7 separate regions of the Mus musculus genome follow, and regions 1, 2, 3, 4, 5 and 6 are each linked to region 7. The links are chromatin contacts, called in public Hi-C, HiChIP or PLAC-seq and promoter capture Hi-C maps. All regions are on one chromosome and are shown on one strand. The core of a region is the stretch at or near the end of the contact, and the rest is flanking DNA. Distances in the headings are between cores, read along the strand shown.

Region 1 (3,477 bases), core at 754-3,253, 800 kb after region 7:
GCAGATTAATCCAATGGCTAAGAGCATTTGCTGCTTTTGCAAAGCACCTGAGTTTGGTTCCCAGCATTTGTGATGAGCCTCATAAGTGTCTGAGCTACAGCTCCAGGAGATCTGATGCCCTCTTCTGGCTTCTTTGCCAGATATACCCACAGTCAGTCACAAATAAATACATGAATTTAAAATTAAAAATAAGGGGCTAGAGATACGGCTTGCTGTCTAGTATGTGCGAGGTCCTGGGTTCAATCGCCAGGCACCAAAGAGATAAAAAATGTTGTAAATAGAAAATAAAACTATACCCATCTCCATTCACTGATGACACTGTAACCATCACAGAATGTACGTTTAAAAGGGAAAACCCTTAGTCCCAGCAACTGGAGAGAGTCAGGTGGATCTCTGAGTTTAAGGACAGCCTGGTCTATATTACGAGTTCCAGGCCAGCCATGTTTATAGTGAGACTGTCTCAAACAAACATAAAAGTAAATGGGAAAGGACCAATAATGCCTGAAATTCTAACTGATGTTACATGATTCGTTTACAAATGACGCTCACCATTATCAGAACAATCAAGTGGAGAGGCTCCTGAGGTATTTTGTCTTGATGGTTATGTTTGCAGACTGGGCAAACACTTCTGCAGAGTGCTACAGGACAGATTCCTGGGGCAGGGTTAAGTGGGTGACTAGATGAGCTTTTAAGTGTCACTTCTAAAATTCCCAATCTACAGCACGTGGAAAAGGAGAAAACATTCGGCCTCGCGACTAAACGATCTGTTTCGAATCCCAGTGAGCGTACATACTCGAAACTTGTCCCTCCTCTCCCGCTACAGAGATTCCCGGAGATTTTCGCAAACAAAGGCACGGAAAATATGCACAGGTGGGATAAAAAGGGGAGTGGCAGAGGCCAGGCGGCGCTCGCTCGAGACAGCGCCCCCACGCCGCCAATTTTCCCGGCCGCACCTGAGAAATCACTGCCATGCACACCTCCACCCTCAGGTGACGGCGTCCGGAGCGAATTCCTCGACCTATAACCCTCCGCCTGCACCTTGGTCGGACATTGGGTATTGTCTGCAGCCTCCAGCGCCCAGGAAAGGCACGGAAGAAAGAGAGAGAGAGAGAAAAAAGAGAGAGACAGACACACACACACATACACACACGAGAGAGAGAGAGAGAGAAAGAGAGAGAGAGAGAGAGAGAGAGAGAGAGAGAGAGAGGAGAGAGAATAAAGAACGAGAGGGAAATCAAGCGATCGGCAAGCCGCGCGCTCCTTTCGCCAAAATGAGCGTCCCTTCCTCGATCCCACTACCTAATTCGGGTCACAAAAGCAGACCCGCCAGCCCAGAGAGGCTGCAACCGGAGCTGGCCGGCGCGGAGTCGCGGGCGCCCTAGGTCCCGAGCAAGGAGGCAGCAAGAGAGGGAAATGGGCGTGTGGGTTGGGCCTGGCTGGCCCCAGGCCGGGCTGGGAACAAAGCCGCCCGGCTCCCCCTACCTGGAGCTGGGGCGTCGCCCAGGCGCGCGGCGCGGGGATCCGAGCGGCGCCCCTTCGGGACAATGGCTCCCTCCCCCGCCGTCGGGCGCGCGGTACAAAGGCGCGGCGCCCGGCCGGGCACCCGTCCGCAAAGTCAGGCAGAGGCTGGAGAGGGGACGGCAGCGGCCGTCCAGGGCTGCGGCCCGGGCCCCTCGGAGGGAGCCCCAGGCAGCCGCCCCGTCGCCTCCCCGCCCGCAGCCGAGCGGGCTCTCGCGGCACAAAGAGGCGCCGGAGTCCGCGGCGCGCCAAGCCCGGGGCTCCCGCCGACGGCGCGAGCCGCTCTGCTCCCCACACTCACCCACAGCTCGGTGCCCCAGCTCATGGCGGAACCTGAGGCGACTGGCGCCGGCCGGCTGCTCCCGCTGTCCTCTCTCGTCCCGACTTTCCCCTCCTCAGCGTCTGCCTCGAAAGCTGCCGCCACCACCACCGGGTTCCCCAGTGAGTGAGAGAGACACGACTGAAGCGAGCCGCCGCCGCGTCCCCGCCTCCCGGCAGCGGGGAGGGAGGGAGGGAAGGAGGGAGGGAGGGGGCCGGGGCCGAGGGGAGGCGGGACGGCGGGGAGGGGGCGGGCCGCGGTGCACCCTGGGATCGGGGCGGGCCCGCACTCGCGCGCGCGGGGGCCGGCGGGGGTCTCCTCCGAACAGCTCGCCCGGGGCGGGGATCCTCGGACCCTCGGCGGCGTCCGCTCCGGCCTCCGGGCTCAGCAAAAGCCGCACTCAGACTCCCGCTCCAAGATGGAGAGCCAGGGAGGACGCCCACGGTCCCTGCCTTGCTCGGAGACCCCCCCCCTCAAAGGAGGCGACCCCACACGTCAGCGTTCTTTGCGGAGCCCTGACAAAGAAACCACGTCCAGACGTTGGAGCAGAGGGGTGTGTGCGTGTGTTTAGTTAAAAAAAATCTGCCTTCGTAAGGTAACTTCTCCGTCCAGGCTTGGCGCTTCAGCCTGGGATCCCCGGGAACCACAGACCTGTAGAGGTCAAACGTCCAATGTGAATGCAACGTGTCACACGACGTGTCTGGTTTTTGTTTTTGTTTTTAATAAAGCATTTTGATTTTATTGTAAGTTCTTTCGGGAAACCTTTTTTTCTTTTTTTTAAGAGGCAAGCGATCCCGTAATCTTTTGGGGACGTTGCCATGGTAAAAGATAAGACTTGGTGGAAAGCGAACCCGACTGACACCTGCAGGAGGTGAGACGCTGCTGAGCTTGCCTGAATTCTAGGCTCGTGGCTACCTCCAGGGACCGGTCTCTCCCTCCTCACAGCCCTTCAACAACCTGTTCAGAGCCTGAGGCGTCTCTTGCCTCCGATAGGAATCTTGGCTGCAGACGACCTCTTGCTTTTAGCTGTGCTGAGTTATTTCCCAGCCTGCCTCCACTGGCAGTCAGCAAGTTTGGCTGGTGCTACTAGATACCGCGTACAGTCTGCTCACTAACTCCCCAGCATATGCTTTAGTATTAATTGCTTGTCGCTTAAAACACACACATTTTCACTCTAGAACCAGTAGAGTACTCTTCAGTGAGTCATGACAACTGAATGCTTCAAGGTCCCCCCACCAACGGACGTCTTATCAGCCTTGAAACTCCTCCCTACGGGACCGGGACCGGGACCAACACAGGTGTTCCAGCTTCTTCCGCCCCAGCCTTCCTGTTTACCTAGTTCTGCTCCCCATTGAAGTCCAGGCAAATAGCCAGAGCTCTCCAGGCAGTCTAACCACCACTCACCAAATTCTTTGCTATCCTTTTCTGAGGTAGGCTGAGCAAATGAATACTCTCTTCTAATTAGGTTAAGGCCGGTCTTTTTTTTTTTTTTTTTTTTTTTTAATGTTCTTTGAAAGTCGCTGAAGCCAAGTGTGATGACGCACACCTGTAATTTTAGTGCTCCGGAGGGGAGAGGCGTAACTACAGGAGTCAGAGGCTAGCCTGGGTTACAGAGTGTGCAGTGGTTGGAGGGTGGGGGT
Region 2 (3,297 bases), core at 433-2,932, 600 kb after region 7:
ACTTTCCTTTTTCTTTCTGTCTTTCTTTCTTTTTTTCAAAAACACAAAGTTCCTCAAATTTACTGTTTTGTTTTTGTCTTTGTTTTTCTTTTTGTTTTTTTAATACTTTGTTGTTAAAGCTGTCTGTGGATGTTTTTACTTTGGCCATTCTGTAGCTGCAGAGTCTTTTGATTCGTTTAAAGACATATCCTGTTTGCTTTCCTTGGCCCATCCAGTTGCCTGTCTGTGGTGGTTAATTTTGTCAGTCTGAACACTCTAGAACAGTGGCTGGTTCTCCCGCTTTAACACAGTGGCTGTGGTGACCCCCTCCCCCCAGCCATAAAATTGTTTTTGTTGCTACTTCATAACTGTAATGTTGCTGCTGTTATGAATCATGATGCAAATACCTGGTATTTACATCATATCTGTATATATAGGATATCTGATATGTGACCTCTGTGAAAGAGTCTTTAGGCCCCCTCACCCCCACCCCCCAAGGGGGTTGTAACCCACTTACCTGCCGGGGGCATGGTGGCACATGCCTTTAATCCCAGCACTCGGGAGGCAGAGGCAGGAGGATTTCTGAGTTCAAGAACAGCCTGGTCTACAAAGTGAGCTCCAGGACAGCCAGGGCTACAAGAGAAACCCTGTCTTGAAAAACCAAAAAAAAAAAAAAAAAAAAAAGCCACTGACCTAGAGTCCCCTGGGAAGAGGGAACCTATCACCTCCATCGGATTGGCCTGTGGGCATGTGGGCATGTGGGAGAGGTATTTTCTTGATTAACGTTTGATGTGGGAAGGCTCGACCCACTGTGGGTGGTGCCAGCCCTGGGCAGGTGGGCCCGGATTGCATAAAGAAGCTGAGGAAACCTTGGAGAGCAAGCCAGTGAGCTCTGTCCCTTCACTGCCTCTGCTTGAGTTCCTGCCTTGGCTTCGCCCAATGATGCCTTGTAACAAACAAACACTTCTGAAGCTGCTCTCGATCATAGCGTTCATCTCAGCAACAGAGAAGCAAAGCAGGACACTGTGTAAATAAAAATACCTGGGCTGTTCCCTGTGGAGCCTTCTGTCTTATCCATCTGATCCGAAGGTGTTCCTTACATAGTTTCTATACATTTCCTTTATCGGCTGCATGAATTGCGTAGAGGAGCTCTTAATGACAATTACGTTAACAAGCGGGTTTCCTTTGGCGTTAGTGCTTCGTGTATTTAATTAAGGAATCTTTACAGCCCTTTTTTTTTATTGTTTGTTGTTTGGTTTTGCTTTTGGTTTCTGTTTGATAATTTCTTTAGTGTTACCGTTTTACCTTTTATATGTAGATCTGAAGTCCTCAGGATTTGATTTGGGGTGTGGGGTGGGGTGGGCATCATGATTCTATGACCTGGTATCATATATTGAACTGTGTGCTGTACTCCCACCGTTACCACAGCAATCTTTGGCATAAACCAAGCCACCAGATAGTGCAGAGATGACTTTATAACTAGGTTTTGATAAACAGCATATGTAGGTTCACGAAGCCATCTAGTTCTGCGTGCACGTGTGAGAGTGATTGATTTGCCTGTTCCCGGCTCGCTCGCTGTGGTTACCTTGGTCTTTGTCCCATGAAAGCCTTTTAAATTGAAAGCCAGCCAGGTGTCTGCAGAGCGGGCGGATCTGCTGCGTAATTAAATAACGCCGGGAAGGGGGAGGAGTGGATTAGGCGAGGCTGTCCGGTTGAGTGAGGTTCAGTAAGGAAGAGGTTGAGCTACACTTGAAGTCTAGCTTCTCGGGGGAAGATAAGGGGGAGTCAAAACTCTCAAATCCGGGCGGAGGAGAGCCAGACGAGGTCACCGAATGTAAAAGTCGCCGGGGTTCGGCTCAGCCCGGCGAATCGGCTGGGCGGGGTGGGGCCGCGAAGCCGCAAATCACCAGTTGAGGGCCAGAGAGCGCGCTGCCGGCTCAGAGCTGAGCCTGCAGCCGCCCGGCCAGGCAGCAGCCGGAGCGGGACAGCCGTGCACACCCGCCAGCCGCACCAGCCTCTTGGCGGACGCCCGCGGACCATGAGCCGCCCGAGCTCCGAGAGCAGCTGCGGTGAGGTGAGAGCAGCCCGGCGCTGAACCGCAATCCCGGACTCCGAACGCGGCGCGGGGAGGTGAGTGTGTCCCGTGCGTTCCTGTTCAGCCTCCTGAGCTCCCTCGGTCGGACTGAAACAGGACTGAGAAGTTCTTTAGAGTAAAGTTAGGCATGGGGAAGAGCGCAACCCCCGTCTGTTTGTACCCCCGAGCCCCCGCAAACTAGACATGGGAGTGGGAGTGGGGGTGACCAAAGTGTGTGTGGCGGGGGAGGGAGGGTGAGACTTGTGCCCTCGGGGGTCCTCGGATCCCGGGACTCTCGGGAGTGGAGCGTGGTGATGTGCCTCGAGCATCCCCATCTACTCTTGGGCTCCGGGGCGGAATCTTCCCGGGTGCTGGTTTCTGGACCCCTCCGAACCCTCCTGCTAGTCCAGTTCGGTTTTGCCCAAGGCCGCTCTAAGCTGGGTAGACGAGCTGGCCCAGACGCCTCTGCTGGAAGCCCGAGGCTTTCCTCCACTAATCTCTTGGGAAGTTTGCAAAGAAAGTGAAGGAGCCTGCCCAGTAACTGTTGACAACATCTCCCTCCCCTCGCCTTCCCTTTGTTGAGAAAGAATGAATAGTTGGTTGTGTGCTTCCCCCTGAGTCGGAGAGGGGAAAGCAAAAGGAGGGAGGGACGGGTCGCAGCCCATCTTCCTTTACTCGCTTAGCCTGTGGCCACTTAAAAACTTTAATCAGGTGTAGACTCTTTTTGAAGGGCAGGTGGCAAAGGCAGCGAGCCGGTGATGTGGGGCAGCGCGTCACAGGACTAAGGTTTAACGGTTGTTTGAGGCAAGGTGAAAGGGGGAGTAGCCCGAGTCTAGTTTTTTTTTTTTTTTTCAGTTTTTGTTTTTGTGTTTTGTTTTTCCCTACAGCAGTTAGGGATGGAAAGTAGAGCCCGGAGTTCAGAGAGTCTTTTAAACCTTGACTCTTATCTCCCAAGGTTCCACAGACCTCTCTATGGCAAGTACGTTGGCCCAGGGAAGGTCAGTTTGGAAGCTGATTATCTAATTCTGTGTGGTCCCCCCGCTTCCCCGGGGGGAGGCGAGATCCTGAAGGGGGCTTCGTCACTCTTCGGGAGGCCCACTGGCTAAGCCGTTTGCCCACCCGCGAGTGTGCCAGGAAGCCTCCCCAGTATAAAGAAAACAGTTTACCACGCCAAACACCAACTCACTCACAAGTGCTGTTCAAAAGATCTCAGTTCCTATTGATAAAGGACTGCTTTGTCAGAT
Region 3 (3,424 bases), core at 656-3,155, 660 kb after region 7:
TCCTCAATTCCAGTTTGAAAAATCCCAGGGAAGCTCTCAGGTTCATCTCAGGTTGGTCATATGTTCACCCTCAGACAGCTCACTGTCCAGTACTCTGACTGGATTACACATCCAGCTCGCAAGGGTGAAGACACATGCTATCTAGTAACTGAGCTATTGAGAAGCACTGAATTAGGTTGTTAGGTCCGCTGTCAACAAGCAGTCACTGATAAGCAGGAGGCAGGAGACACTCCCCCACCCCCACTCTCTAGGGCTGCCAGCTCTGAGAGTTGTAAGGTTACAGGAAGTCTGCTAAGTGACTGAGCCCACATCAGAAAAGGGGCAGGCTTATTCGTCAGTCCAGCCAATGGGAGAAAAGGACAGGAAGTTCTCCTAGTCAGGGAACTTCTAAAGATGCCCTCTTATGCCAAATCAACGTACCAGTCGTCTCTGCCCTTTCTCTGCTGTGTCTCCCTGTCTGCAGCATTATATATTAAAAGACGGTTTCGTTCTCACTAGTCTCTTGAATTTGTTATGATCATATTTCCAACACCACCATCTGGTATTTACACTTTTCCCCATAAATGTTTTAGGATCATAGTAGGCTATTTTTCTAATTATCTCTGTCTTCTTGGGATACACATATACTGTGTTGACACATGACTGCTAAACTCTGCAGATATTCCTCCCCATACCCTTTTCCATCTTCTTAAAACCTGTACACAGCTCTCTGCAGTTTCACTCTCTTTGGTTTATTTATGGGCTGGATAGTTTCGTGGTGGCCACTGTGACAGAGGAGATAGAAGTGGGCCCTTGGGAGAGCTGTGTATCACCTGATTATCACCTGTGTGGCCTTGGAAAGATTTCTACATCTGTTATCGCAAGTGACCCAGCCCTAAGACACAGTGTTCCAGATAATGATCCAGACTCTCCAGACCCATTCCTGCTGCTCACCCTGGTACCTCCCCCTTCCTCCACCCAGCCCTCCCACTTACTTTGGAAGGAGTGCCGTAAGGTGCACAGGGACAGGGTGGGGGTTGGTGGCATTCTACTAGCCTTTGAACACTGGCAAAAACAACCCATTGTCCTCACCCTAGGCACCAAGTAAAGAAAATATTGACCTTTTAGATGTCACTTCTGAAGACATCGTTGTACTTGGCAGCCATCAAGGAAGTGAAGACATTGGCTGCCGATCAATGCAGTCTCTCACAGAGAGCCTTCGGATCCGGCCTTTCCCCACCAAGGGCACAGGAGGTCTATACACAGAGAGGTGTTCCTGGCTTGTGCTCAACACCTGAGGCTTGCTGCCTCCTGGTCCAGAGATTCTGTTCTCAGCATCCCCAATCTATGAGCTACACTTCCCTGACTGTTATATGTTGTCCAGTATCCCTGACATTGCGGATGAACCCTCAACCTGTGCTGCTGGACTATCTGTCACTGGATGAGGGGAGGTCTGCCTCCTGGATTTGCTTTAGATTAGAGTGTTCTGGTCCTGGCAGTCAGGTGTGATGCTTCTGTTAGCACATCAGATAAAGCAGGTTCTGGCTTGCTCTCATTACTCATTCTAAGAACTACTGCTTGCTGCCCAGACCATGGTGATAATGATGCCCCCCTCCTAGTGTGCTAAACGAGACACTGGTAGAATTCTCAGCAGAAATTCTGGCCCTTGGGAACATCACACACTAGGAAATGAGGTAGAGAGATGTGGGTGACCGCCATGGCCTTTCTAGATGCACTCCCCAGATGTGTGGCTGCCAAGAGGTTGCTGAGATCAGACTTGTACATATTACACATTTACTGTGATACACAAGGCCCTCCCACCAGAGGAGCACAAGGGCTTGTCTTTTTCACAGGGGAAAGCTACTTCACAGCCATAAGGGGTCTCAACACTGCTTGCCTGGCTCCTCCTCTTACCAGTCACAGCCCTGCTAAGCCAACCGGTGTCCATGGCAACCAGACAAGTGTTTTGCAGGTCCAGTCATGATCACTAGGCTATTTTGCTCACTTCCTTTCTACTGGCTATTGAAAGCCTTTCTGAATCTTAGACTGGTGACCTGACTCAGCAGGTAAAGGTACCTGCCATGAAACCTGCTGACCTGAGTTTGATTCCCCAGAACCCACAGGGTGAAGGAGACAATAGATTCCCACATGGAAGCTTGGACATGCGCGCATGCATACACACAGACACTTTATCTATTAAGTTACTTTTTTAAAAAGTGGATAACCAATCAGTGGGGACTTCTAGGTCCCCTAAGTGTTTGGGAATTGAGTATAAGCTCTAACCTATTTCTCCAGTGAGCACATTATCACCCAGTGGTTCGTATGGATCATAGAAGCCATACTTCACCTCCCAGTTAAGAGCTCCTAATACAGACTGATTTTCAGTGCTGTTTTGGCAGAATGCAGGATTAATCACTGTCTCATTCAGATGATAATAGCCAGGTTGTTTCTGACTGACAAAAGACCATTTTTCTACTGAAGTGTTTTTCATTCAGGTAGCTAAACTTTATTGCGAAGGGATTAATTCCACTGTTTTCTGTCAGGGTTGGAATGAGTGTGGTCTCCCTCGGTGCCTGCCTGCCCTGTGCCTAAGCAATCCTCACTGTGACTGGTGGATTCCTGCTGTTGCAGGCTTAGGGGAGGCAGAGAATAGTTTCTCCGGGGAATACAGACAGGCAGTATAAATTAGAACAGCATGGATGGTGGTGGTGGTGGTGGGGGGAGAACGGCACAATCTTCATGAGGCTAGACACAACATGACTCTAGAAATAAGTTAAAATCAGACAGTCCAGAAATTTGGACCAGAGCAGTATGAAGAAATTAGGCACCTGGGAGATGGTTCTCAGGGCACTCTAAGCAGAAGCCAAAGATCGGTTGTCATGGCAACAGCCACCCAGCATGGAGGTGTTGGAGGAGTGAGATTGGCAGGACAGCAGGTCAGAACATAGACTAAAGTCTAATTTTGCAGCCAGAGACAGGGACAATGACAGGGGTGGTGGTGGGGTATCACCCAGATCTCACGAATTACCCATAGGTACTCAGTCAGGTTGGCTGGAACAGGGGTATCCAATAGTAGATGGGCTTTGGGGTGAGCATGGAGACAAATACTGTGGCTTTGTGTCCTGCCTGTTTCCATCAACAGCTCATCAGATAACGATGATGCAGGGGACCCTCTGAGACATCTGAGCAAGTGTGATTAAAGATCCTTCGTATGTCTTCCGATTATCAGGTTTTGAAGTTGAGGATTAAAATATACTTTTAATGCTAAATACTCTTGATCATCTATCTCCTCTTTAGTTCTAGTTTTAAAAACTCAGAAGGGTCCTCAGCACCAGCTGCAGTCCGGCAGTGACTCAGTCATTGTCCACCTTCTCTGAGGACAGAGGTCCGGGTCGCCCAGCATCTGAGAGTTGTCAGCGACAGAGGATGGTTTCTAGTGCCTTTC
Region 4 (3,376 bases), core at 477-2,976, 550 kb before region 7:
ATCCAGCCCAGACAGATAAAACTCCTGAAAGATGGCACCGCAGAGAAGCGCTGGACAGAGGCAGTGTGGTGAGAGGAGTTGCAGGGATCCAAAGAGAATAAATTCTCTGGATCATCACATGGCACAGGGGAGGGGAGCCTCCACAACTAGTCTCAAGTTTTTCTGACATCACCGGTACACACATCTTATTTCGTTTCATCCATACAACTTAAGGAAAATAGAAACAAAGAGAAAAGATCTTTAACCTGATGGAACATGGGCAGTGGGATTCCTGAATATATTGACTTAAGAAACTACTTATAAACGTTAATTTCACCTTAAAACATCCCCATCCTAGATCCATTTTTAATTTTTCAATTATCTGACTATGTAAAGGTTTTACTAAATAAAATTACAGACATGAGTATTAAACACATTAATTCCCACCATCCACACAAACTCTCCCACATTGCCTCCAAACTGGTATCTGAGTTAATTTAAACATCAAAGATTACTTTTTAATATTTTGCAGTTTTACATACACATGTACAGTGGCTCGAAAATGCTTACAAATAAAAACAAAAACACAGGCCAGCAAGTGTCCGTTAAATGAACTTAACTTAAAACCACTTTCACAGAGGCTGCCCTACCATCTTGGAAAGGTGGGAAAATAAGATAGTGGCATTAGAGGCCCCATTTCCTACCAAGGTAAACGAAGGCACTTAGTTTAACCAACTTGCCAGGAGGTTACAGAGGCTGGAAAGAGAAACCAATTCTCCCTCCACTAGACTTAAGCACTCAGGTGGCTAAAAATGGGACCCACTTGAGAGTCGTGGGGGGTAAAAATAGGCTACTTTTTTTAGAAAAGGAGGATGGGGATGCCACTTGATGCTCCCGACCCTGAGCCGGTCTCTCGCAAGAAAGCGTCCCCCGCAGGCCCAGAGGTTGCACCCACCCGCTTTGGGCTCAGACCCCTTGATTGCCTCTAGCCAAGCAGGAAAGCCGGGGGACCGAACCAAGCAGCCTGGGAGAACCGAGTGGACCCCGGGCCAGCGCCGGGGGCCGCGGGCCCGGGACATCATCTGCTCCGAGCTAAGCGGCGCGGGGCCGACAGCAGGAAGGATGCTGCGCCGCCGCACACCTGCGAGAGCCTCCCGCGCGCTCCCACCCGCCTCGGGCGCCCGAGCTCGGCCGCGCTAGGCCGGTGCGACGCGGCGCAGTGCCCGAGGCTGCGCTGGGCGAGGCCGCCCTCCTCCCGGATCCCGTCCAAACGGCGTCACCTGTGCCGGGTCCCGGGACGACTCCCGCGGGCGGCGGCTACGCGGGGCCGGGAGAGCGCAGCGGGGCTCACAGGCGCCTGGTCATCCAGCCTGGCCCGAAGGCTGCGCCGGCCGGAGCCACGCGCGAGATGCTCGCGGAAAGCCGGGGGAGCCCGGAGGAGCTGTCGCCGAGGCTCGCGCCGCCGCTGCCGCCGCGCCCGCCCGGACTGCGGGCTCGGGTTACCGCAGAGCGGCTCCTTAAAGGGGCCGCGGCCGCTCGGACTGGGCTGGCGCTCGCCGCGGCTCCGACCCCAGGCCAGAGTGGGCGGGGCCCGGAGGCCGCGCGTGGGGCCCACCTCCCGGCGCTGGGACTTGGATCGCGGCGGGAGCTCGAAGCCGCGAGCTTAGGCGGTGGGCTGCGAAGGAACCCTGAGAGCTCACACCTCTGCCCGGGTGCAGTGTGCGGTGCGCGGGCTTTCCCAGCAAGTCACAGACCTCACGAGTGGGGAGAAGAAGTATGTGAGTCCGCCCCCGCGTTGGTCAGCGCCCCGGCTCGCCACGTAACCCAAACCCCTTTTCAATGGGGAATTCTGTCTTATATGCCCAAACGCTGTGCAAAAGATCCGCATGGTTTGCTTTGTCGAGGAGATGAAATGGCAACTGATGCTTTTTTTTTTCTTTCTGCCACGTCTGCCACGGCCAAAGTCCAGCCCCGCCCCGTTCTGGTTTGAGGCTGCAGGTGCGTGCCAAGCCGGCTAGGAGGCACGTGTGTAGAAGAGGCGTCATGTCCCAGAGCAGCCTCTTCCCAAACCCCCGGAGAACACCCTTGAAGGACCGCAAGCTATCCAAGTATAGCTCCTGCCTAGCATGTCCAAGGCCCTGGATTCGATTTCCACGTAACAAAAACGGGTACATTAGCAATCCATCTATATCCGGGACCCCTCTGCGGTCAGGATGTTTAAATGGGACTGGACTGTTTTTTTTTTGTTTGTTTGTTTGTTTTTGTTTTGTTTTAGGACTGGCTGAGTATCCCAAACTGCCAAGTCTATAAACTCTGCTTTCCGACCTGCTGTATCAACCAGATCCAATTAACTGGAATAAAACTAAATAATGCAGAGGTACACACAAGCTGTATGATTTGCCAAAAAAAAAAAAGCAGTCACAAGTCCTATTTTTGGAACTAGATGAATTCTACATAAATCGAATAACCTGGAAATTTCAACATTAATGACATAGGGCAGTTGTTTGTGAGAAATACCTACCAAATAAAGCTTACATATTTGACCTAATAATATGCATACACACAGGGAAGCATCTGCTGCCAATTTAGGCCAGAAAATGTACACATAATCTCACACCACATCTGTATTTAAATTCATCTTGGAAAGCAATAGAACCGAAATCCTATTTATTAGAACCTGGAGTCCATTTTTTAGCCGAGCTGTCTCCAGCTGACTGAGCTAACTAAGCTCAATGAAGCTCACGTCTTCATCTATAGAAATGGAACAATTCAATTATTTCTGAAAGCTCCCCGGTCTAGGCGGAACCACAGAGAAAACCTCTATGAGCTACACGGTCAGAAAACCAGCCAGGAAGACCATGCAGATCGTTCCCTGTGTTCTACCCAAGCGTCTCGGCATTCCAGGGCCACAGCGCTGTGGCCACACCTGTTTCATCACAGATATTTCCCAACCTGCATAGCCCCTGACTGTTTTTGCTTTGCCCCATAGCTGCTTCATGTACTCATGTGCTCCTCTCATAACTGTGTGGGCATGTGATGGTTATAGGCAGATATCTATAGGGTCAGTTCAGCTAAGACGAATTTCACAGTGCTATCTCAGGACTGTCATCTGCAGGCACTTATCCTAGCTCCTCATTGTTGGTCAGTTGCTCTGTTCTCTCCTGATAATGCACCACCATTACCCTTAACATCTATAATTCTCTAACTCCAACAGTAATTAACCTAACAAGCCAAGTCAACCTATGGAAATACACTATGGAAATGTGACTGTCCCGGGATTCCTTCATGAGCCTCTATCAATGCATTACCAAACTGCAAGAGTGTATTGAGATTACATAGTGATTATATCAAGGACAAACATTGAGATCTGAAAATACTAGTTGAATTTCAAAACTTA
Region 5 (3,474 bases), core at 554-3,053, 640 kb before region 7:
ACTCTTCAGTGAACCTTCTAGAAAACAAAATGTCCGAAGCTGTTACACTGAATTCCTTTATAATTCAATTACTTATTGATGCCAGAACACTGAATTAAATTAATTAGGAGGCATGACTTGAAGTCATGCTCAATTTAAGAGCAGATAAAGAGCCGCAGTGTTCAGAGTATTAAGACAACCCCCTCCCCCTCTCTCTCAGCACTTCTTTTTGGGGGGTTTCTCTGACCTATCAACAGTATCTGATTGGTCATAATGCAAACCACCACCATTTTTTTAAAATGTCATAGGACATCACAGGTTCGTTTCTCCCAGATATTGGCAAGTAAGTCACGATACAAGAACTCGGAGACACGAGTGATCCCTTTAAATAGCTGCCTCCGGCAGAAGCAATTACCAATAGAGAGAATTGTGGAGACAGGAGATGCTAACCGATCAGGATGCTACCCAATCACAAGAGGGTGGCAAATCCCTACAATAAATCCTTTCATAGGGGTCTTAAGGAAGTTTCAAAAATATACAAGACAGGTCTAGGCACTTAAGAAGAGAGCAACTCCATTTTTCTAGAAAGTTCACATGGCCTGAAACGTCAAATCACCACAAAGATCTGTAGATGTGTGCATGCAAGAAGGCATAGGAGAAAGGGGTCACTGACTTATCTTATGGAAACCCAAAGCCCTCCTAATCATAGATATAGCTTCCTTAGGTCTAGCACATCTCACACTGTCTTCCTAGAGCTAAGCCAATTTATGGTCAGAAAAGCCATTACAATCGTAGTTACATTGTAACAGTAGAGGGATGGCTCTCACTGACCTCAAAATGTACATGACATATTTGACAGCTCAGCGAGGGTGAGAATAATTTGCATCAGCACATTTTCCCAAAAGGGGGAAATTGGGGGCACTCAGTGGTTAAGAGCACTGACTATTCCCTGGGTTCAGTTCTCAGCACCTTTAAGGCAAGGCTCTCAAACCCTCGGTAACTCCTAGCCCCTGAACGTCCTATTCAGGCCTCCCAGGCACACTCAGCATACAGGTCTATACAGGCATGCAAAACACTCATACATACGCCAAAAAAAAATTTAAAAGTGTGTGAGTGGAGCGTCTGGGTTCCTTAACGGAAGCCAAGACAAGAATGAAATTTTAGCTTTTTAAAACAATTAATAATAACAACAATAGTAATAGCTTTACAGACTATAAACTCTCAGAGGGTCGGTGCCCTGCCTGGGTTAGAAGAGAAGGTCTCCATGCTGCGTCCAGCAGAAGTCTGGAATCGGCTGCCATTTTTCAGCAGCCTGGAAAACGTAAAAATAAAAATATTTTTAAGTAAAACAACAAAAAAAATTAATAATAAAGTCAAAGGCAATTAACTCTGGAGAGTTCAAACCTTAACAAGCATTTCCTGACTGCCTTCCACGTGGCTGACAACCAACTACAGCGTCCTGTTGTCAGGGACGTGATACACAAATGCTTATGGTGGATGCCGACTATTTGGAGGAGCTGGGTTTCACGAGGAGGGCACTGCGCACCGTCTAGTTGCGGGAGAGCACGGGGTAGGGGGGCGGAGAGGGCGAGCTCAGGGGAGGGCACTGCAAGCGCAGGCCAACCCCACCCCCCAGTCCCCTCCTACTCCTGTCCAGGGCCACAAGACACCGGGTCCCCGACTCCCCGCAGTGGCCGCAGGGTGAGAGGCAGGGTATTCACCTGAACAGCTCAACATCTCCCACTCGTTGGGCCCGCAGAAGATCGCGGCCAGCGCCGAGAGCTCCTGCCGCACCTCCTCCACCATATCCGTGCGACCAGAACCCAAAGCCACTTCCGCCGCCTCCCGGAGCAAAGCTCCCCTACGGTCACTGGGGGGCGCCCCGGCCTCACAGCCAGGTCGGCTGCGGATGGCGCCGGGCGGGGGGCGGGGAGATGGGCGTGTTTATGGGCGTGGCATGTGTCCGCCCAGAACCTTCTGAGTTTTGGCCTCTGTGGTTTTCTGGATCAGAGAGAGACCTGTAAAGCCCCAAAGTCCCCTACAAGAACAACCAGGCTGTGAACCCACCGTGCTTCACCAGGCTAGGAGGAAATGGAGAGAGTAAAAAAAACCTAAACAAACAAGAAAAGCCAAACAAGGCGAACGAGCCCTTGTCAGGCTTTTGAACTTTGTGTCCTGAGATCCCACAGTGAGCAAAACACAAATTCCATGTCCTCATGAGGGTCAGTGACCCTCGTGGTCAGGATATTTCAGAAAAGAGAACGATAATGACCTCCAGGATACTGACCTGGTTGGTCACTAGCCTCGGGATTACACACAAGGTCTAGATTCCAGGGCCTCTTTCCAGTCCAAGATGAAGAAGAGGGAAGACTGAGATGAGACTCCTTAGAGATGGGGTCCAAAGCCAAAAACTAGCTTTACAGTGATTTGATTTGAGTTGATTTGATTTGGTTCGGTTTGGTTCGGTTCAGGTGATATTCGATGCATATAACATAATGTGTCTATTACCTCTCTGATCCCTGAAGCTTAATGGTGAAATCACCATCTTTGAATCTTGACCTAAATTTCAAAACACTCGCAGTAACAATAGGATAACAGAATGAGTGATGCATCTGTTTCAACCTCGACTTTAGTAAGCAAAATTAATTTGTGGTAAGTAGTTCTGTCTAGGTGCATTTGACTCCCCCCGCCCCCAAAATAAAAATTTTTAATTCTGCAGCTCCCAAGAGTCCTTTGGCTCACTCGGGGAGGTCTCATGCCACTGGTTTGTATCAGAAATAACATTCTGTGAGTTCATCAAAGAATTTAAGTAGGTCTTCAGTGACTCCTTTCACTGACTTCTACAAGTCAGAATAATTTTAACTGGGCCACGTTACTATCCCAATCATCATTTCTATTGCTAAAAGGGCAATTTGAAAAAAGGAAGAGAAATTGGCTTCCAAGAAGAGAAAGGAAATCTGATGAGATAGACAAGAAAAGCTTTTCCAGGGATGCCCTGAGATTTCAGTGACCCCAGGCAATTAGGAACCGTGCTGTGCAAATAATTAGAAAGATAAAGGTTTATTTAAACACATGATTATCTATAATGTAACCAATTTGTATTAGAAGAAAGAAAAAAAAAATAGTTCCTTTGAGTTATTTCCAAAATAGCAGTTCAAGCAAGTTCAGTGGGTTCATAATTAACTGTTAGAGAGATTTGGGGAAAAGATTACACTTTTTGATTTACAGCACCACTCTGTTATTCAATTTTCAGTTTAAAGTCCAATGTTACTGCTAAAAGTAATGGAAAATATTAATTTGATTATTTGTCATATTTGTTAAATGGTCCACACAATAATTGAATAGCCCTCATCCTGTTTTAATTTTTCAAATTCAATGTGTGATATGAACGAAATAACACGAACAGCGTGATTTCATTGTCAGCAGGATTAGGAGGCGATCACCGGAGCCTACTGTCAGTAAGGGGTCCATGGGAATTGATGTAAAAGTACAGCC
Region 6 (3,385 bases), core at 841-3,340, 910 kb after region 7:
AGGGACACATAGCATCTTGGCTGTTTATATTGTGCTTGTAATGTGACTTGTGAGTGTGACCTTCTTTCTTTGGTTGTGTTTGAGGTAAGAATTTGTCCTGTCTTAGACTGGGCCGGTGCAGTGGCTGGGTGACTTAGCTGGCGCATGAATTCTTTGATTGGACTAGAACGAGCAAAGGTGGTATTGGAACCTTGTCCTGCACTAGCCCTGTGGGTGTGGATATGGCGAGACTGGTGGGACAGAGGAGGAGAGATTTATCAGGCAAAGCTGGCTGTTGGCCACAGGTCTGGAGGTAGAAGTGGAGATAGCAGAGAAGAGAGGGAAGAAATGACTTAACCAGCAAAGACAGCTTTGGAACTGAACCCCAACTTATGGAATAGAAGGAAGGACTCTTTTTATTGGATATTTTCTTTATTTGCATTTCAAATATTGTCACCCCCTGCCCCCGAAGCCCCCTATCCCATTCCCCCTCCTCCTGCATCTATGAGGCTGTTCCCCAACCCACCCACTTCTGCCTACTCGCCCTAGCCTACAGGACCAAGGGCCTCCTCTTCTTCCGTTGATGTCCGACAAGGCCATCCTCTGCTACATATGAGGCTGGAGCCATGGGTCCCTTCATATGTACTCCTTGGTTGGTGGTTTAGTCCCTGGGAGCTTGGGGGGGGGGTCGGGTGAAGGAAGAACTCTTTTTTTTTTTTTTTTATATTTATTTATTTATTATATGTAAGTACACTGTAGCTGTCCTCAGACACTCCAGAAGAGGGAGTCAGATCTTGTTATGGATGGTTGTGAGCCACCATGTGGTTGCTGGGATTTGAACTCCTGACCTTCGGAAGAGCAGTCGGGTGCTCTTACCCACTGAGCCATCTCACCAGCCCCCGAAGGAAGAACTCTTAACCACTCAGCCAGAATGAAGTGTCAATATGAACTTTGGAGGGAGCGGGCACAAACAGTTAAGGCCCAATTTCTAGCTATTATCCCAGAGTTCAGTTTTAAATCAGGTGACTTCCTGGTAGGAGGAATGTGTAGATATGGGGTGGGGGTGGGGTTCACCAACAAGGGGAAACTCCCTATTCGCTAAGCATATTTAATGTCATAGTAACATATCAGGAGAGAACTGTCATTTTAAAATCTAATATAATTTATCATGTGTTGCTTTGGTCATGGAATTTTATCACAGCAATAAGCAATGTAAGGCAATACTATTTCTGAGGTATCGATGCCAGTTAAATACAAATGAGTTCATTTTAAATCAGGCTAACTGGGTGTTCCCAGTTGTACATGGGTAGCTAGTGTTAGGGTTCGTAAGTCAGCAGAATCGTGTAGAGGTAGTCTTAGCTTCAAAATTCACAGGCCAAGGACAGGTGGTTGTCATTTTTATGTCCTATGTCTAACCGAATCTTGCGCTTCCATAAGGAGGGTCTTTGGTGTATGAATCAATGATTACAACTGATGTTAGCCTTAAGCTCGGATGTGGTTTTGATGGAAGCCACTGTGTCCCGTACCTGCAGGTTTGTCATAGCGGTTTCTTCCTCATGTCTCTCCCTAGCTTGTAGGGTTGGAGTGCTTTCCGGAGTCACTGGGAGGGCTGCTGTGAGGGAGATAGGTTCTGGGTCCTCTCCACCAAGAGTTGCTTAAGGAGAAAAGTGAGGTGGGGCTGTCCCTGTACTACTAAGAACGAAGAAAAACAATCACGTTAACTTTTTCCCACACTTTCTAGTGAAGCTCCTGCCTCTTGCCTTCTGGACTGTAGATGAGTCCTCACTGTGATCTTTCTGTCCTAGAGTTGGTTGGTTGGGAATTGCAAATCCACCCACTGTCACCTTTGCGCATAGAGGGAAGCTGACTCGGCCCACAGCGCACCCCAGCGGCGGTCTGGAGTCCTTCTAGCCTTGGCCACTTGGCTTCCGGAGGGCTCGCCAGTCAGCGCCGAGGCAGATGCAGAAAGCCGGTTTCCGCGGGACCCCAAGGAGGACGCCCGCCACCTGGGAACCTCGGGGACCTGGAGGGGCGGGGCTGAGCGAGCTCCGGGGCCGGCCCGCGTCTCTGTGGCTTCGCTGAGACACTGCAGGGACGAATAAAGGCAAAAGGGGAGGGTCTCGAACACTGTCCTGCTCCTCTGAGAGAGAGAGGTGGAAATCCGGCACCTCCGAGCCGCAGAGACGCGCGGCAAGCACCATGGAACGAGCGGGCCCCAACTCCGTGCGGTCGCAGCAGCAGCGGGACCCGGACTGGGTGGAAGCGTGGCTGGATGATCACCGGGACTTTACCTTCTCTTACTTTATTAGAAAGGCCACCAGGTAAGAAGAGGAGCCACAAAGGACACAGCCAGGGACATGAAGCGTGACCTGAGGCTGATCTCTCTCCCCCACCATTGAATTTTCCCCTCGATCCAACATTAAACAATCCCCGTTCCCAGGCCCTTTGCTTCGGAAGTAGCTTCTCGGTCCCAGTACGGACTGGAGTCCTCTACTTAAAGGGAGCACAGTTGAGAAGCGAGGCGTCGGATTAGAAAGGACTTGCCCACGAAGTTAAAAACAAAAGCGTACACCCGGCCCTGGAGCAAGATTACTCTCCCGGGCCTTCTCCCCTCCCCTCTACTCTCCCGGTTTCCCTCCCAAACCCGCTTAGCAAAAACCAAAACAAGCCAGAGCCCCTTCCCAGCGGCTCCGGAAGCACCACTGCGGGCGCGTCCCTGTGGTCGTGCTCCTCCCCTGCCCGGCTTGCTCTGACCCTGGAGGGGCGGGGAAGCCGGGGGGGTCTGGACCAGGCCACCGGGAAGCCTGGGTGCCGCAGCTTGCCCGGGTCGCCCCCAGTGAGGACTGTCGCCTTTGGTCCCCCAATAGTCCTCTGGTCATCCCTCTTCTGGCTGCGTCGCCGCAAGGAGGATTTTCGCGGAGCTTTGCGGCGCGCACACAAAGGGCGGGAGGGAGGCGGCCCGGGCGGACTCGGGGACCCGGGGACCCGGAGCACCCCAGAGGCCAGTTCTTCCTGGTCTCGAGCCAAACGCCGGGAGGCCGCTGCGGAGGGCGTGGAGAAGGGAGCCTGTCCTTTAGGATCCGACTGCTGCACGGGCAGTCGGGGCTCGCGCAGACTTGAGAGTGGAGCGGAGGGACGAGAGGGTGGAGCGGAGTGCGTGGCGGGCGGGTCCCCCGAAGCTCGAGGAGTCGCCGTGAAGCCCGCGCGCGCGCTTGCCTCCGGCGCGCCGATCTGGGCTGAACTAACCAGCTCTGCTTTGGAGAAGGGGCTGGAGCCCCGCCACCGGCGCCTTGGGGCAACGGCCGTCGAGCAGCTGGTGCTGGCCGCCCGAGCCGGGAGGGCGACTCTCGCCGGGCGGGGATGGTGGACGAGCCGGTGGGGACTCGCCCGAGCGCGGCCGCCACTC
Region 7 (3,583 bases), core at 969-3,468:
ATAGTAGTGACTTATGTAAGCTCAATCATTTTTATCTCAATAATGTATGCTTTGAATTTATCTGCTCATAATCTGCATCCTCACCCCTCAAAATGTTTAATGCCTAAAGCAAAGATTTTGCTACTCATCCGACAATGAAAGATCAGCAACTCTATTTTGTTCAGTAAACTACCTGTTGCATAATTCTATCTTCAGAAAGTTCACAAAGTTTCTCAAAAAGATTTTTTGAATGGCAGATGAACAGCTTCAATTATTTAGGAAGATAAACTGTGTTATACCATGTCACCTCTATTGCTATTATTTCCCAGTAGAGCTGTTGGCTTGGACTGTGACTGGAGAGGGACATAGGGGTTTTCTGGGTGCTGATAACAGTCTGCTGTTTGATCTGGGCACTGATTACACAGGTGTCTTTTACCTGCAAACCTGACATTTATGCTGCATATTGTTTTCTGTATGTATACAGTGTCCCAGTAAAGAGAACTGCTTTTTCTTCTTTTTTTTTTTTTTCGAGACAGGGTTTCTCTGTGTAGCCCTGGCTGTCCTGGAACTCACTCTGTAGACCAGGCTGGCCTCGAACTCAGAAATCCGCCTGCCTCTGCCTCCCGAGTGCTGGGATTAAAGGCGTGCGCCACCATGCCCGGCTTGAGAACTGCTTTTAAATCAGTCAGAGTTGTTAGCAGTCAAGTTCCCTCACTACTAAAATACCTACTCTAGGCGCTGAAACGCTTCCCTACAAAGACTAATTCAAGTAATTAAATGTAAAGCATTTACTATGTTCTATCGGCACATTCCAAGTAACTGATAACTTCTAATCCCAAATGAGAGTTCAGAAAGGGCACGATCTAATAGAAAAATATTTCAAATTAATCGTCCCCCTCCAAGAACCCTTAAAAAGGACGAATAGTATGTGAAGGAGAGGCATATCATTATTTTGTAAAGCTGATTTAGGAAGAGAAGGGCCAATGCTGCAGCCAATGAGCAAGTCAAAGTAGATAAGACAGAAAATACTTCATGAAAGGATACATGGAGCTCTCTGCTAGTATTTTAGGCCAAATTCTAATAATAAGATAGTCCGAGCAAACCAAAAGCAGGAGACAATAAATAGTACCTACCCAGAGGGTTGATGAAATAAAATGCATGAAAGCATTATTCTAAGATTGGACACTAAATATCCAAACACTAGTAAGAATGCTTAGTTAGGAAGTAACCTTTTCTTTGTCGCTCGCTGAAATCAAATGGGCGACAAGAAGTTAAAATTGTGCCTGTAATCCCACCCCCAGAACTCAATTCTCCCTTCTTTCCTAATCTCCCAAAAGTTCAAAGTAAACTTTAACATTCTCTCCAGGCAGGTAGCTGTATGGTGTAATTAACAAGTGATCTTCACCTAAAACACACTTTCACCTTTCACCTATAAAGTCGACGGAGGAAACTTTGTCCTCCACACACCGCTGAGCCAATTCAACCTTTCCAAATGAGGGCATTCACTGACCAATTCCGGAAAAAGAGGGCACCGCTTTAGAAGAAAATCGTGCCCACTGGACCCAGAAAACCCCAGGAACGCCCCTGGCTACTATCCACCGCCACTACTCCGGAGTCGAGCTGGCGAGTAAAATGCCCATCCCGAACGAACGCAAACCTTAGCGTTCAGTGGCGATGAGATGGCAAAACCAGAATGCACCCATAAAGTTGACATGCACGGGGAGATGGTGAGGGGGCGCGGGGGCGCAGGGACGCGGCGTGTCCTCCTCCCTCCCGTGGTGTTGAGATTGCGCGGCGGCCGCCAGGCTGAGGGCCGCAGGGCTCCGGGACCGCTGGCCCGGTTCCGCGGGCACCCGCGCAGCTCGGGACCTGGGAGAGAAGGGCAAGGCGCGCGCCCGGAGCTCCCCGCTCGGGCCCGGGGAAGGCGGCGCGGCCGCGAGCCTCACCCGTGCAGGCCGAGGGCGCGACGCCGCTTATGGAGTAGGCAGAGCAGCAGGAACGCGGCCCCCGCCAGCGAGGTGTTCCGTGCCGTCAAGTACTTGCTGAAGGCCGCCATGGCACCGGCAGGGCGAGCGAGCCGCGGGATAGGGGACGCGCCGGCGACAACCTCAGTGCAGGAACCGCGGGGGAAACTGGGAGGATAGCTCGGCGCCGAGAGAGGGCGGGGCCGGCCGCGCGGGAACGCCCCCTGGCGCGCGCCGCCGCGCCGAGCCCACCGTGGACTTTGGCTTCCCGGGCGCGCGCGCGGGCGCGGGGCGATCGAAAGGGTCGTTCCCCGGGGGGACGCTCTGCGCACGCGCGGACCCCCGCGGACTCGGCCGGAAACGCGGCGGGCAGACAACGCTAGTCCTCCGCGCCGGTCTCCAGCAGCCCACGCTTCGGCCTTGCGATCTCTGCTTGCACACACCCTAGCTTTCTTTCACAAGAACTGGAAGAGCGGGCCGGGCCTGCGCCACGGACTCCGTGGGCCCTGCCCCTCCGCCACCCCCTGGATGGGTCGGTACCACCCTCTTAAAGAAGCCGGGGGAGGAGGGGAACGGCCCCATCACTAAAAAGGTCAATATTTGCAACTTAAGGAGTGAAGGGAGACCTGGAAAAGAAAGACTACAATCAGATAATCTTATTTCAAGTCGCCGTGGATTAGGTCTCTAGTTCTGTAAAATCGGTTTGGGAGGACGGGTCCACCACTCTGTTAATTTTTTTATAAAAATAATGTAGTGGGAAAAAGCTCAGAGTGCGTGACAAAAAGGAGTTTTAAGAAACAATTACTCTTTTTTGGTAGATATGTACAAGGATGGCGATAAAAAAATGTATTTCTTTATGTTAGGTCTGGTCAAAGAAAGTTTGAGAAACTCTGTTCTTTGCAAAGGGACATTCAGAAATAACAATCGTGCGTTGTATTAATGCTGGCCTTACTCCCAGAAGCAGACGAACTTTACAGATTACAGCATTCTTCTCCTGTCCCACCCCTATCATGCAGAAAGTGTTATCCCTAGCGTTTAGTCTAGCGCATGCACAATAACTTAATGAATGGCTGTTTTCAGTTTAAGAAACTGTCGAGAAGCAAGTGTCAGAAAGGAAGCTTCTAAAACCTCACAAAATATATAAATGTTGCCTACGCATAAAAGGAACCAATGAAACAGTGATGCCTAGGTGTTTTCTCTGTGTGAATGGTTAAATGGTTATGAGAATGGCAAAGACCACACACCGTGGTGTGTGCTGTGTGCAGGTGCTCAACAATCGTCAAAAGTCTAAGTTACGCAGAAGTAGAGCCTGTACCAAATCCTCCATATGCCGTTTGTGTGTTTTCCCATTACCCTGGGAATCACTTAGGTAATTAGGTATGCCTGGCACAGAGAATACAAGTATGAACAATCAATCCCTTATTCTCCAGAGGCTGGTGCAGAAGAAAAACATGAAGAAAAATATGGATGAGTTTAAGTGTCAGCTTAGAGAAGTGAACTAAGTGCTATGAGAATACCAATAAGAGAATTTAGAATTTTCCTAGAACTTTTCCTTAACACTTGACAAATAGGATGACGTCAAAGCTACACCCTAAGGCCAAAGGAGTCTGCTAGCAGGTGGGAGGACTTGGGTAGGCATT

What was found. Promoter capture Hi-C pulls out the DNA fragments that hold promoters and counts their contacts. Hi-C and Micro-C count contacts between places; a contact is called where the count stands out from the background. HiChIP or PLAC-seq counts read pairs in DNA pulled down with a chosen protein or histone mark.
Region 1: a contact with region 7 is called in a promoter capture Hi-C map of second pharyngeal arch cranial neural crest. The contact joins the promoter of Fnbp1l here to the promoter of Abcd3 in region 7. A contact is called at or near these places in 8 of 39 promoter capture datasets (cranial neural crest, embryonic stem cells, frontonasal cranial neural crest and 5 more), 3 of 484 Hi-C or Micro-C datasets (cardiomyocytes and embryonic stem cells), 9 of 115 datasets of contacts at active chromatin or transcription factors (astrocytes, embryonic forebrain, embryonic stem cells and 5 more) and 1 of 9 other capture datasets (liver).
Region 2: a contact with region 7 is called in a promoter capture Hi-C map of liver, with 4 times the contacts expected there. The contact joins the promoter of Bcar3 here to the promoter of Abcd3 in region 7. A contact is called at or near these places in 5 of 39 promoter capture datasets (hippocampal neurons, liver, maxillary cranial neural crest and 1 more), 2 of 484 Hi-C or Micro-C datasets (embryonic stem cells and liver) and 1 of 115 datasets of contacts at active chromatin or transcription factors (pancreatic cancer cells).
Region 3: a contact with region 7 is called in an HNF4G HiChIP or PLAC-seq map of pancreatic cancer cells. The contact joins the enhancer-like site here to the promoter of Abcd3 in region 7. A contact is called at or near these places in 2 of 39 promoter capture datasets (the 3T3-L1 cell line and cranial neural crest) and 3 of 115 datasets of contacts at active chromatin or transcription factors (bone marrow-derived macrophages, embryonic stem cells and pancreatic cancer cells).
Region 4: a Hi-C map of muscle stem cells shows a contact between it and region 7, with 3 times the contacts expected there. The contact joins the promoter of Tlcd4 here to the promoter of Abcd3 in region 7. A contact is called at or near these places in 3 of 39 promoter capture datasets (hippocampal neurons, liver and pre-B cells), 1 of 484 Hi-C or Micro-C datasets (muscle stem cells), 4 of 115 datasets of contacts at active chromatin or transcription factors (astrocytes, embryonic stem cells and extraembryonic endoderm stem cells) and 1 of 9 other capture datasets (adipose tissue).
Region 5: a contact with region 7 is called in a promoter capture Hi-C map of pre-B cells, with 5 times the contacts expected there. The contact joins the promoter of Rwdd3 here to the promoter of Abcd3 in region 7. A contact is called at or near these places in 8 of 39 promoter capture datasets (the C10 cell line, the HPC-7 cell line, embryonic stem cells and 4 more), 2 of 484 Hi-C or Micro-C datasets (both in CD4 T cells), 5 of 115 datasets of contacts at active chromatin or transcription factors (T-cell acute lymphoblastic leukemia, embryonic stem cells, large pre-B cells and 2 more) and 2 of 9 other capture datasets (adipose tissue and liver).
Region 6: a contact with region 7 is called in an HNF4G HiChIP or PLAC-seq map of pancreatic cancer cells. The contact joins the promoter of Pde5a here to the promoter of Abcd3 in region 7. A contact is called at or near these places in 1 of 39 promoter capture datasets (embryonic stem cells) and 1 of 115 datasets of contacts at active chromatin or transcription factors (pancreatic cancer cells).

Annotation. Positions count from the first base shown.
Region 1 is chr3:122,617,711-122,621,187 of GRCm38.p6, forward strand. Fnbp1l (formin binding protein 1-like) reads right to left here and starts at 2,004. Exons shown (of 14, transcript NM_153118.3): 1 at 1,820-2,004. The coding sequence starts at 1,843.
Region 2 is chr3:122,418,075-122,421,371 of GRCm38.p6, forward strand. Bcar3 (breast cancer anti-estrogen resistance 3) reads left to right here and starts at 1,683. Exons shown (of 12, transcript NM_013867.3): 1 at 1,683-2,109.
Region 3 is chr3:122,474,001-122,477,424 of GRCm38.p6, forward strand. All of the region lies in intron 3 of Bcar3 (breast cancer anti-estrogen resistance 3), which reads left to right. Gm34349 (a long non-coding RNA gene) reads right to left here. Exons shown (of 2, transcript XR_376033.3): 2 at 2,461-3,424. Among named protein-coding and RNA genes, the nearest start is that of Gm34349, 4.5 kb to the right of the region's middle. Within about 2 kb of position 1,906, at least 172 of the 459 cell types and tissues checked have an H3K27ac peak or open chromatin away from gene starts, as enhancers often do. A contact at or near this core is called in embryonic stem cells and pancreatic cancer cells, where this site is marked.
Region 4 is chr3:121,261,441-121,264,816 of GRCm38.p6, forward strand. It overlaps Tlcd4 (TLC domain containing 4), which reads right to left and starts at 1,727. Exons shown (of 8, transcript NM_001355678.2): 1 at 1,260-1,727.
Region 5 is chr3:121,169,892-121,173,365 of GRCm38.p6, forward strand. It overlaps Rwdd3 (RWD domain containing 3), which reads right to left and starts at 1,804. Exons shown (of 5, transcript NM_028456.3): 1 at 1,701-1,804. The coding sequence starts at 1,785.
Region 6 is chr3:122,727,068-122,730,452 of GRCm38.p6, forward strand. Pde5a (phosphodiesterase 5A, cGMP-specific) reads left to right here and starts at 2,091. Exons shown (of 21, transcript NM_153422.2): 1 at 2,091-2,300. The coding sequence starts at 2,179.
Region 7 is chr3:121,813,084-121,816,666 of GRCm38.p6, forward strand. It overlaps Abcd3 (ATP-binding cassette, sub-family D (ALD), member 3), which reads right to left and starts at 2,219. Exons shown (of 23, transcript NM_008991.3): 1 at 1,926-2,219. The coding sequence starts at 2,035.